2 separate regions of the Astyanax mexicanus genome follow, and region 2 is linked to region 1. The links are chromatin contacts, called in public Hi-C maps. All regions are on one chromosome and are shown on one strand. The core of a region is the stretch at or near the end of the contact, and the rest is flanking DNA. Distances in the headings are between cores, read along the strand shown.

Region 1 (5,301 bases), core at 1,586-4,085:
TCCAAATTTCCTGCATGCAGTTTATTTTTCACACTCGCTGAGTGAACGGTGTGGTCAGATAGTCTGCCATCTGCTGGTCAATCAATGGATTTTTTTTTGTTGAATGAAGGTTGCATTTGAAGAATTTTATTGTACTTTTTATTATTATAATTTGGGGGGGCTTTTTTTTATTAATTCCATTTTTAAACCTACAGCAAAAAACAAGACTGAGGGACCAAAAGTAGTAAACTTTTAATATGCCAAATAAAACTGCCAAACATATCATGTGTAAATCAAACACCTCTATGGGTGCAAAGCTCTAGAGAGACTGGAAGTCAGTGCATGATGCCATCCAATACTCCACATGTAATACGGACCAAATTGTAATAATGCTCTGCATTGCTCTGTGCCTTTCTTAAACAAGTCTCTTCTTCACTTTCCAAGTAATAAATTTGTACAAAAACATTTGCCCAGGCCTGCTTTATTTGGTTGTGTTTGTGTAGTGTTGTGCTGTACACACAGGGCCGTTTCAAGGCATTTGGGCACTGAGAAAATTTATGGAAAAACTCTGCTTCATAATTGCTCCAGTTTCATAGTTCATAATTTACCAGCTGCAGGAATCACAAACCTGGCTGACTGGCTACTTTCTGCAATTAGTGGAAGAGAAATTCTTTTCTGCGTTGACAATCACAGTATATAAAAGGGGCACTCACAGTTTTCGATTGCATTCAATTCATACCCCATCATTGTCTGGTGGTTCCAGGTCAGCTCCAGGCCCTAGCAAATTGATTGTTTTGCTTGACTTGTTGCAATAGGCCTGTATCTACACAGTATATACATGTGTCTATATTAGAACCTGAATGACATTAGAGATTGTCCAAAGAAAGTACAACGTATTAAACTATATAAAGCTGTGCTTTTGGTGTCCTTTGTATGACTACTAGTGGTGAATGACTGTTGTATGTGATGACTTTCCAAATAATCACAGCAGCAGCTGGAACAGTGAGTGTGTTGCTGCACAGCAAAGGCAGAATTGAAACCCTGACCACTAGGCTTCATACTTAACTGGAACAGGAACGCCATCGGACCCCAAACAACCTGGATTTGCTAAAGATAATGATGTTCCAGTGACTAATGATCCATATTTCTCTTTTGTGATCTCCCTGCAAACAAAAGGTATTGTGCCTGTCTTATAGACAGACTAGATTGTTGACTGTCCTGCTTCCCTCTCAAAGTCTTGTCAACTGGGCAAAATGGGCTTAGAGGCAAAAGTAAACAAGCTCTTACTAATAGGTTTACTACCCAAAAGTAGTCTTCAAGACTCCAAGAGCCTTTTATAGGGCAGCGGGGGAAACACTATTATACCCTCTTGTGGCAAGACCCATTGTCTATTCAGACCACACCTGTAATTACATACCTGATCTATAACTTGATCTATAACTATCATTCTTTCCTTGTTCATTTTCCTGAAGACTTTTTCATACCCAACAAAAAAAATACTATTAAACCAACACGTTTGCTTGTAAAGGAAATCCCTGTGTGGCTACCTTACATTTATTATTTTATTTTCCATATGCATTATTAAAAGTTTTAGTGGTAAGAAGGAAAATGCAACGAATTACAACACGTTGTGAAATTAATGGGCTAATTGTTTTAATCGATCAACATCCATGATTAAGTAAACATTACAGATAGAAGAAAATGAAGTATGTCTCCCAGACAATTATCACAGTTACACGATTTGTGATACACATGTTTATTTCCATTTTGTGTATTGGAATAACCCAACTAAACAGGTTAAAAAAAAAGCCAAAATGACTATAATTTCATGCGGAACTCCAAAAATGGGCTGGAAAAAATTATTGTCACCCTCAATGTAATATTTGGTTGCACATCCTTTGGAAAAAGATCTCTTAATATTTAAAGAGTGCCTTCTCCCCACAGCAATTTTAGGAGCTCTCCACAGGTATTGAATGGGATTCAGATCTGGACTCATTGCTGGCCACTTCAGAACTCTCCAGCTCTTTGTTTCCATCCATCTCTTCTATCCATCTCTTAGAAGTATATTTAGGGTCATTGTCCTGCTGGAAGACCTAAATGACCTAGGACGCAAATCCTTCCTGTAGCTTTCTGATATTGGGTCCTACATTGCGACCCAAAATCCTTGGGTAGTCTTTAGATTTAATGATGCCTTGCACACAGTTAAGGTACCCAGTGCCAGAGGTGGCAAAACAACCCCAAAACATATTTGAATGTCCTCCATATTTGACAGTAGCTACTGTGTCTGTGTTCTTTTCTTTGTAGGCCTCATTCCCATTTCGGTAAACAGTAGAATTACGTGCTTTACCAAAAAGCTCAAAGAGTTTTGCCTGAAGGTATGTGAATTTTTTTTTTTGGTGAAAAAATGTTTTTTTTGTGTTGTTCTACACACAAAGAAAATAATCAAATCAAATTTATTTGTGTAGCACAAAACACTGAACATATAATACAGAACCCACACTTACATTGCTTTTACTTTTATACTGTAAATAGTTTTGAAACAAGTACTTTTACTTGAGTATAAAACCGAAGTATCTATACTTCTGTCTAAATACTAGGGAATACTTTTCACACATGTATTTAGAAGAGGTAACAGTATTTAGAAGAGTTTTTTTTTGGAGGTATTTTGGAAAGGTCACGTTTTTTAGGCTTTTGAAAGACAGATATACCTTGTTATGAGCGTGTATACACCTGTACTAGCTGTGTATTAACTCATATAACACCTCACGTCACTGCAGGAAAAGATGTATTGTTGATAATAAGCTCACGTGGTGCTGCATTACGGAAGCAGTGCCACTCCCAACTTTTTACACAGGTCAGTCAGACCCTGCAGCTCCACACACACACACACACACACACTGCTGCTCCTTTCAGCCGCCCGGCCTCAGCTCACACTCAGCAACTCAGCATGGCCTAGACACTCAACCCCAGCAGCGCAGGTGAGTCTGTGTGAAGGAATTTTAAGCAATGGCTTTAAATGTATGGTGTGTGTGTGTGTGTAGAAACGGTTTTAAACAGAATTCAGCACTGAGAGCTGAGCTGCCTTCACTGTAAACAACTACAGTAATTTTTACATTAAACATTTCAATAGCTTCCTGTATTCAGAATTCACTGCATATTGCTGTGTTTTACAGCTTTAATCCATCTTTTACCTTTAAAAAGAGAAAAGAAACCGACTTTTACATGTTAAACAACTATATATTTTGATTAATTTACAGAATCTGCACATTATGTATGTAGTTTAAGTCAGTCAGTACATTTACAGCAGTTTTATTTCAGAGCAATTATTTTAGAATAAAATGATCTTAGTATCTAAGAAAGATAATACTCTAATTAAACATGTACTGTACACTTAGCTATAAACACATTGTTAATTCAGCATTTATTTGCAGAAAAAAAGGCAGATGGCTGAAATAACAAAACATAAGCAGAGATTTCAAACTTTTAAATAATGCAACAAAAAAAAAGTTTATTTTCATAAAGTTTTAAGAGTTCAGAAATCAATATTTGGTGGAGTAACCCTGATTTTTAATCACTGTTTTCTTAAAATGTTCTCCTCCACCAGTCTTACACACTGCCTTAGGAGTATGCAAAAATGCCACAAGTGGTGCAAAAATTCAAGCAGTTCAGCTTGAAGTTCAATTGATTGGATTGTAATCATCTATGTTCCTCTGATTATATTTCAGAGGTTTTCAATTTGGTAAAATCAAAGATACGTATCATTTTTGAGTAGTCTCTTTTTTTCCCAGAGCTGTATATGTATGGGTATGCATCATGTTGAATATTTTACAGTCACTACTGGGATTTGTTGGTAGTCCTTTTAAAATTATAGTTATTATGATTATGGTATATATTTACAGTCATAAATCATAAGTTTACTGTACTTTACTGGCAAATAAAATTATACGTAATTTGCTTTACATTTTACAGTATTTTACAGCATTATTATGTTGTGGAATTTTTAAAAATATGACATATGGGATATCCACTGATCTGTTCTGCTGCATTTCAGCATTGGACACAAGCAGAGCTCTTCAAATTGAGTTCAATGGTGTTTAATGTTTCATTGTAAAGATACTGTCTGAACTCCTCTTTAACCAGATCTCTTTACAGTGGTGATGAAAAGTGCTGTTCCAGGATCAGTTAAGGTTTACTGAATTCTACTAGACAGCAAATGAGTGGTGACCTTAGATCGTTTTTTTGTGCACTTTTAATGAGGTCCATTTACTTTGATATACAGTTTTGATTTCCCAGTGATGATTTGATTGATTCATTGATTGATTCTTACATACTCTAAAAAAGGAGAAATACTAGATGGTATTTGGTAGAGTTTATTAAAATCATTTATTTTACCGTATGCTTTTTGGCCACATTTCCTTTATGTAATTTAAGCTCTCAACACTTTATATACTTTCTGTAGCTTACTATTAATAAATCAGCCATGGTACAGAAAAGGTTTTTCTTTTATTTATTTTGTAACATTTTTAAGGGATGTTGGCTTGTTTGTAATATTGAAGTTTGCAAAAATAATCAAACAAAAATTGACACTGTTGGTGGTCTATTCTCAGTCCAGTAGAGACAAACACTGAGGTGTTTAAAACTCCAGCAGCACTGCTGTGCCAGATCCACCCGTACCAGCACAACACACTACTAACACACACCTTCAAGCCAGTGCAGTCACTGCAGTGTTGAAAATGACCCCCCCACACACAAATAATAGCTGCTCTGTGAAGGTCCTGACCAGTAAAGGACAGAGTGAAATGAGGTTAATAAAGTATGTAGAGAAACTAATATAATTATAGAATTACAAAATGCCCTATGCTCAGTGGAGCTGAATTAATGGATAATGAGTGTAGAAAAAAAACATTGAACAGTGTATGTGAGACTATTGATGCAAATATACAAATGTATTCAAATGAACCAAAAGAACCAGTATAACTTCCCCTTCTCTCCAAATGGATCCTCTTTTGTGTCATTTATAAACAATACATGAGGTCATGTACTGGGCCTGTAGCCTGAGCACATGCTGTTTATGCTGGGACATAATGAACAAACTGAATAAACTGAAACTTCCTGTTCCTCCTCCTGCTTCTGCTCATTACTGCAGGTCATCAGTCCACAGCCTAAACCTGGAATTTGTGACTCAGACTCAGAATTAAACGTACTTTCTGTCCTTCTATCATCAGGGTACGGGCTATCAGTGTGCGGGATGGCTGTAGCGGTGTCGCAGGCCGGCCGAGAGGCTGTCCTGGCCTGGTTCGCGGAGTATCAGAGGACCTGTGT
Region 2 (5,301 bases), core at 746-3,245, 44 kb before region 1:
CCATTAGCATTTAACTTAGTGTGTGTCATTAAGACATGATCACTTTGTCATTGTGTCTCTGTTGCTATTTGTTGCCAGATCATGTTAACAAATCGCATCTTCCTATAGAAAATGAGTAGTTACTTGTCTGCTATTGTGAATACAGTCTGAGAGTAGTTTTGTTTTAGGCTGTAATGAAATCCTTGCTTGTAATCACCCTATTTTTTATGTAACTGTAGGATAATAACTTAGTCATTGTTATTGGATTACAGTTATTTTTTTTTTTGTATCCCGATTGTGTAAAGCTGTTAAATGTATTCTGTTTCTACAGTACCCAGTCCTGATGTTGAGTTTAACTTTGGTTTAATAGTTTAAAGTGCTTTATGTGGCATTTTAAAAGACTGTGAATATCTGTGTGAGAGTTGAACATCTGCATTTACTGATAATTCAATTCAGTAAAATACATTTTATTTATACAGCACTTTTTTATGACAAATGTTGTTACAAAGCAGCTTTACAGAGATATAGGTCAGAGCCTCACCACAGTGATAATGCCAACCGTGGCAAGGTGTTGGCAACAGTGATAAAAAAAAAAAAGAAAGAAAACGCTCGCCCTCATACTAGGAGGAATAAACCTCAGATTTGGGAAGAGGAACCCATGATTGACATGATTGATTAATATTAAACAAATATTATTCAGCACGTCAGTTTTATCAAAAAGTAATAGTCAGATTTTACTTAGTGTTACAAAATTTCTTAGTGTTTGGAAGTGTGCGCAAGTGTGTGTTTATTGACACAAGTGCACAAGTTATTAAGAGCCAGTGTGTGAAAACCTCTTTATTTCACATTTGTTATTTTAAAAAAAAATCTCATTTTCACTATGGTCTCTCGGACTGTAGCCCCCACTGTATGTACTTGTCTTTAAAAATCCAGCATCTCCAATACCCTCTTCAACTGTACTACACGTATTTAGGCACAAGATGGTGCTGCTGAAAGTAGATCATTCCTCCCTTCAACCACATAAATTAGGGCAGTGGTTTCAGACTCCAACTCCAGAAATTAAAACTTGACTTGAAGGTATGAAGAGCATGGGAATCTCCAACATCCACTGGATTTGAGATCCATTCAAACTTACAACTAACTAAGTAGCAGAATTATTAGTTTTATGAACGTGAAAATGAGTTCAGCACTCTTCAGTGGTCTTTTCCCACTGGAAGTCACTGGATGGTAAACTATGAAAACATAAAAAAAAACAGTAGAATTTCTTTGGGATTTGGTGGAATGGGAGAATCAAAGCATTCTCCTAAAAAATCTGCAGGAATTGTGTGAGGGAGCAGAATCCCAAAGGAATGTTTCCAACGTCTTGTGGAATCCATGCCACAAAAGAACTGAGGCTGCTCTGAGAGCAAAAGGAGGCCCTGCCCAGTTTTAGTGCAGGGTTTGATGAAGGATATGCAGTACAACCCATTTCCCAAGCTTTTCCTTTTTTTTTTTCTTTATTAAAACAAGGGGTAGCACCGAAGTCTCAGTGTTATTACTTGGGCTTTACATCGTTTTTTTTTTTTTTTTGTCTAAATAGTTGTATTACATCTGCTTTTTTTCTACTGTTCAGGAAAATTTTGTTTGTTGTCCACTTTCTTTTTGCGGTTCTTTGTGATGGTACTTTGTTTCAGCATGGCTGTGTCTCTTCAGGCTGGTCAGTTGTGGTGTATTCCCTCAGCTCTTGTTGCTTTAAATCCAGTTATATCTTAACCACTAGGCCTGAGCCAGCCAGCCAGCATTTGGGGGAATTTTTACCATACAAGGTCATGCTGAACCAGCTACGGTTTCCTGTGGGAGGAACCTCAGCTTGACTCTTGCTGGAGTAGCTCTCTCTCTCTCTCTCTCTCTCTCTCTCTCTCTCTCTCTCTCTCTCTCTCTGTGTTGTCTTATCGCCAGCTGCAATTCCCTGCTTCCCTCAAAACCACCACCTCTCCTCCAGCACTCCAGCACTGCTATTCAGGCCCTCTCAGTCATACACTGACATTTGAGCAGTCAGGACGAACTCTGTGTGTGTGTGTGTGTGTGTGTGTATTAGAGAAAGAGAGAGTGTGTGTTTTCTTTAATTCCCACATTAAAGGCACCGTGGTGATGTTCTTTTTGTGATTTCAGTGTAGTTTGCTTTATTCCTGGGGTTTTGGTGTTACTAGATACATTGCACTACTGAAACTCTGCCACTATACACAAACTAGCGGAAATGTACTAAGTTGAAATAGAATTTGATTAGATGGTTTAATTTAATTTAGAAAACATAAGTAGTACATTAACCCTGTAAACCATTTGCAGCAGTTCCTGGACAAGAATTAAGCCTAGTGTTAAAATGTATTTTCCTTTCAGCTGAAAAATCTCCATTCGAAAGGCTGTGTAGCTCACGACTAGGTTTATTCCTTCATTCGTTAACATCAAACCACGTAAGTTACTTAAATAACTGAATATATAGTAGGTAATCAATCATTTTTATGTACAAACTGAAACATTTTACACACTAAATTGCTTGTAGATATGGAATAATAATAATAGTAGAATAAAAATAAAATGCAATCCAAGGAGTTAAAGTGTGCCTTATGTTAATAGATATAAATTTTGATCCCAAAGATAAAATATACATACCATACCAACATACCATATTTTTCATTTGAGATCCTTTAATTTTTGCACCATATAATCTGGTGCGCCTTTTGTATGAATTTTACCAGTCAGGTTGTAAGGAGCAGTAAAGCCACAGGTGAGTATGATCAGCCTGTAGTCTGCTGCTAACACCGGCTAGCAATGCTGGAGCAGCATTAGCACTAACTAACTTTAAACACTAGCAGGTAGCCGCTAATGCTCTAGCTTTAGTGGAAATCTGGAAATCTAAGCTTACTGTAAATAAACAGAAGTGCTTTACTCGCGCAAATAAACAGTTTTCAGAAGAGAAATCTGTGTAGATTAACATCCAGTGCTCATTTTAAGAATTACAGTTTTGTTTACTTAGCTTAGCTTTACAGGTTTACAGACCTTCTGAATTAGAAGAAAACACCCCTGTTCCTTACCAATTTTACATTAAAATGCATCTTATAATCCAATGCGCCTTATGTATGAAAATAGACCAGAAAATAGACGTTTATTGAAAGTGTGTCATATAATCCCGTGCGCTTTATAGTGCAAAAAAAAAAAAACACACACACATTTAATTGCTCCAAAACAGACTCATGTCACACCCGAAAAACAGATTTAAATTTTATTCTATTAGGTTATTAAAAATGATAAAAGAAAATGTTTAAAATAAAGTTGTGCTAAATAAAGTTTTAAGATAATACTAATATACACATTAAGACACATTAAAATTCTAGACGTAATACATCAGTCCTGATCTAATTCTATAGCCAGGAGCTATTATGTTAGCTGCAACTTTTCTAATGTTTAACAAAGAGGTCCTGTGCCGAGTCCCAAAACCTACCTCAGATGCTAAAAGCAAAAATGTGGATTGTCTCGGAGAGACTTGAGGATTTGTTTGAAACACTGTTTTCTATAGGGAACTGGTACTTCGATGGCATCACTAAAATCCTTGGGTCCATTTTTAGAGAGTGTATAGCCACCTCTGGCATAATTGTAGTGTTGGAGTAACGGTACATATAACTGTACATAAACAAACCCATATTAGACCCAAGCAGTGGGCCTCCTCATGGGCCAGGATTTGTATTTATATATAATTTTTCTGCAGTCACCACACTTTCCTTCCTGAGAGAAGTCCTGCATTCTCACCTGCCACTATTTGTCTTAATGTATCTGCATTTATGTCAACTGCTTTTCAAACGGTTTCTCACAAATGTAAATAAACATATATCAGTTTTGTCTGGATTTAAATGAACTAAATATTCTGAAATACCCTGAACTTTAAATCAATTATCAGGTATTTATCAAAATACTGTGCCTTTTGGCGTCATCTTATTTATAATCGTATACAACTTCAGACAACACAGCAATTATCCTGATTTAATCATTTTTATTTTAACTTTTTATTTTCTGTAATGGCAAACTGCAGAACAAGGACAACAAGGACAATGAACATATGGTTGATCTGGAGTTCCAGACATGTTAAATTATTTGCTGTAACCTTGTTCTGTTTCAAACATACATTTTGCGTTTCTAAGATCATTTTAATTATTATGATATGTTACCATGACAGGGTAGATAGCTTTATCTCATTTAAACATGAAGTTCATCTTGTATCTTATCAGAACAGTGGGATTTAAAGTAGTACTACAACACTACTGTCTTGTGGGTGGGATGTAAACACAAAATTAAATGATCCACTGATGCAAAAGCTAATATTGCCGTACTTTCAAGGCTTTTTGCACTAAATGCTAGCTCTTTGGCCATTCAGAAGTGAGTATATCGGACTGTAGTGGCTTACCAGAACACCCAGGGTTTCCACAGTGGACGGCATAAGTCTGGAAATCTGGAAATCTAAGCTTACTGTTAATAAATGGAAGGGCTTTACTCACCCAAATCAGGAGAGTTTTTAGGAGAGAAATCTGTGTAGATTAACCTTTAGCGCTCGTTTGACTTTAAAGAAAATGTTTCTTTTTTTTTTTAAGAATTACAGTTTTGTTAGTTGTTAGCTTTACTTACCTCTGTTTCTTACTAGTGACTCATAATGCGTCTTATAGTCTAGTGTGCCTTGTGTATAAAATAGACAAGAAAATGGACGTTTATTGATAGTGCGCCTTATAATCCAGTGCATAAACCTTATAGTGCGAAAAATATAGTACCGCTATTTTCTTACATCACTAATGAATACCTGTTTTTCCAGTATCCTTGCTTTTGAGAATCAATGTATGATCAACCTTTTCTACAATTACAGTAAATATATTATACACTATACTGTCCGTTTGCTATATGTTGCAGTGCTCAGATTGAAAGCATACTCTAACCTCACTGACTAACAGACCGTACTCAACCAGCTATGTTTCTACTCTACATCACTCACAAACGTAGTCTGACAAAATTCCAGTCTCAGGAATTGTCCCTCTCTGTGGGGGTATGACTCAGTGCCATTCACACATGAGGTCAGCGTTCAGGGCGGGCACTTCGGGCCTCGTCAGAGGAGTCATGTCCTTTTCTCCCTGCAGTCGTAAGGGTAGGCCTCAGCAACAGGTTCCTACCACCTGTGCATGGCTGCAGGGCACTCGTACGTCATGTCTGAATGTGCGGTGGGGGCATGTAGGGACAGCACTGGATACAAAGGTGTTTGGGATAACGTCATGAGCTTTGCTCACCCAGGTGTTATGTGAGGTGATT

Evidence for each region. A called contact is a pair of places that touch in the nucleus more often than the background predicts.
Region 2: a contact with region 1 is called in a Hi-C map of muscle, with 12 times the contacts expected there. The contact joins the enhancer-like site here to the promoter of hsh2d in region 1. A contact is called at or near these places in 2 of 3 Hi-C or Micro-C datasets (both in muscle).

Annotation. Positions count from the first base shown.
Region 1 is chr16:13,378,170-13,383,470 of AstMex3_surface, reverse strand. It overlaps hsh2d (hematopoietic SH2 domain containing), which reads left to right and starts at 2,835. Exons shown (of 6, transcript XM_007252606.4): 1 at 2,835-2,957; 2 at 5,205-5,301. The coding sequence starts at 5,228. tpm4a (tropomyosin 4a) reads left to right here. Exons shown (of 9, transcript XM_007252611.4): 9 at 1-444.
Region 2 is chr16:13,421,340-13,426,640 of AstMex3_surface, reverse strand. No RefSeq gene overlaps it. Among protein-coding and RNA genes, the nearest start is that of tpm4a, 7.7 kb to the right of the region's middle. Within about 2 kb of position 1,995, the one cell type or tissue checked has an H3K27ac peak away from gene starts, as active enhancers do.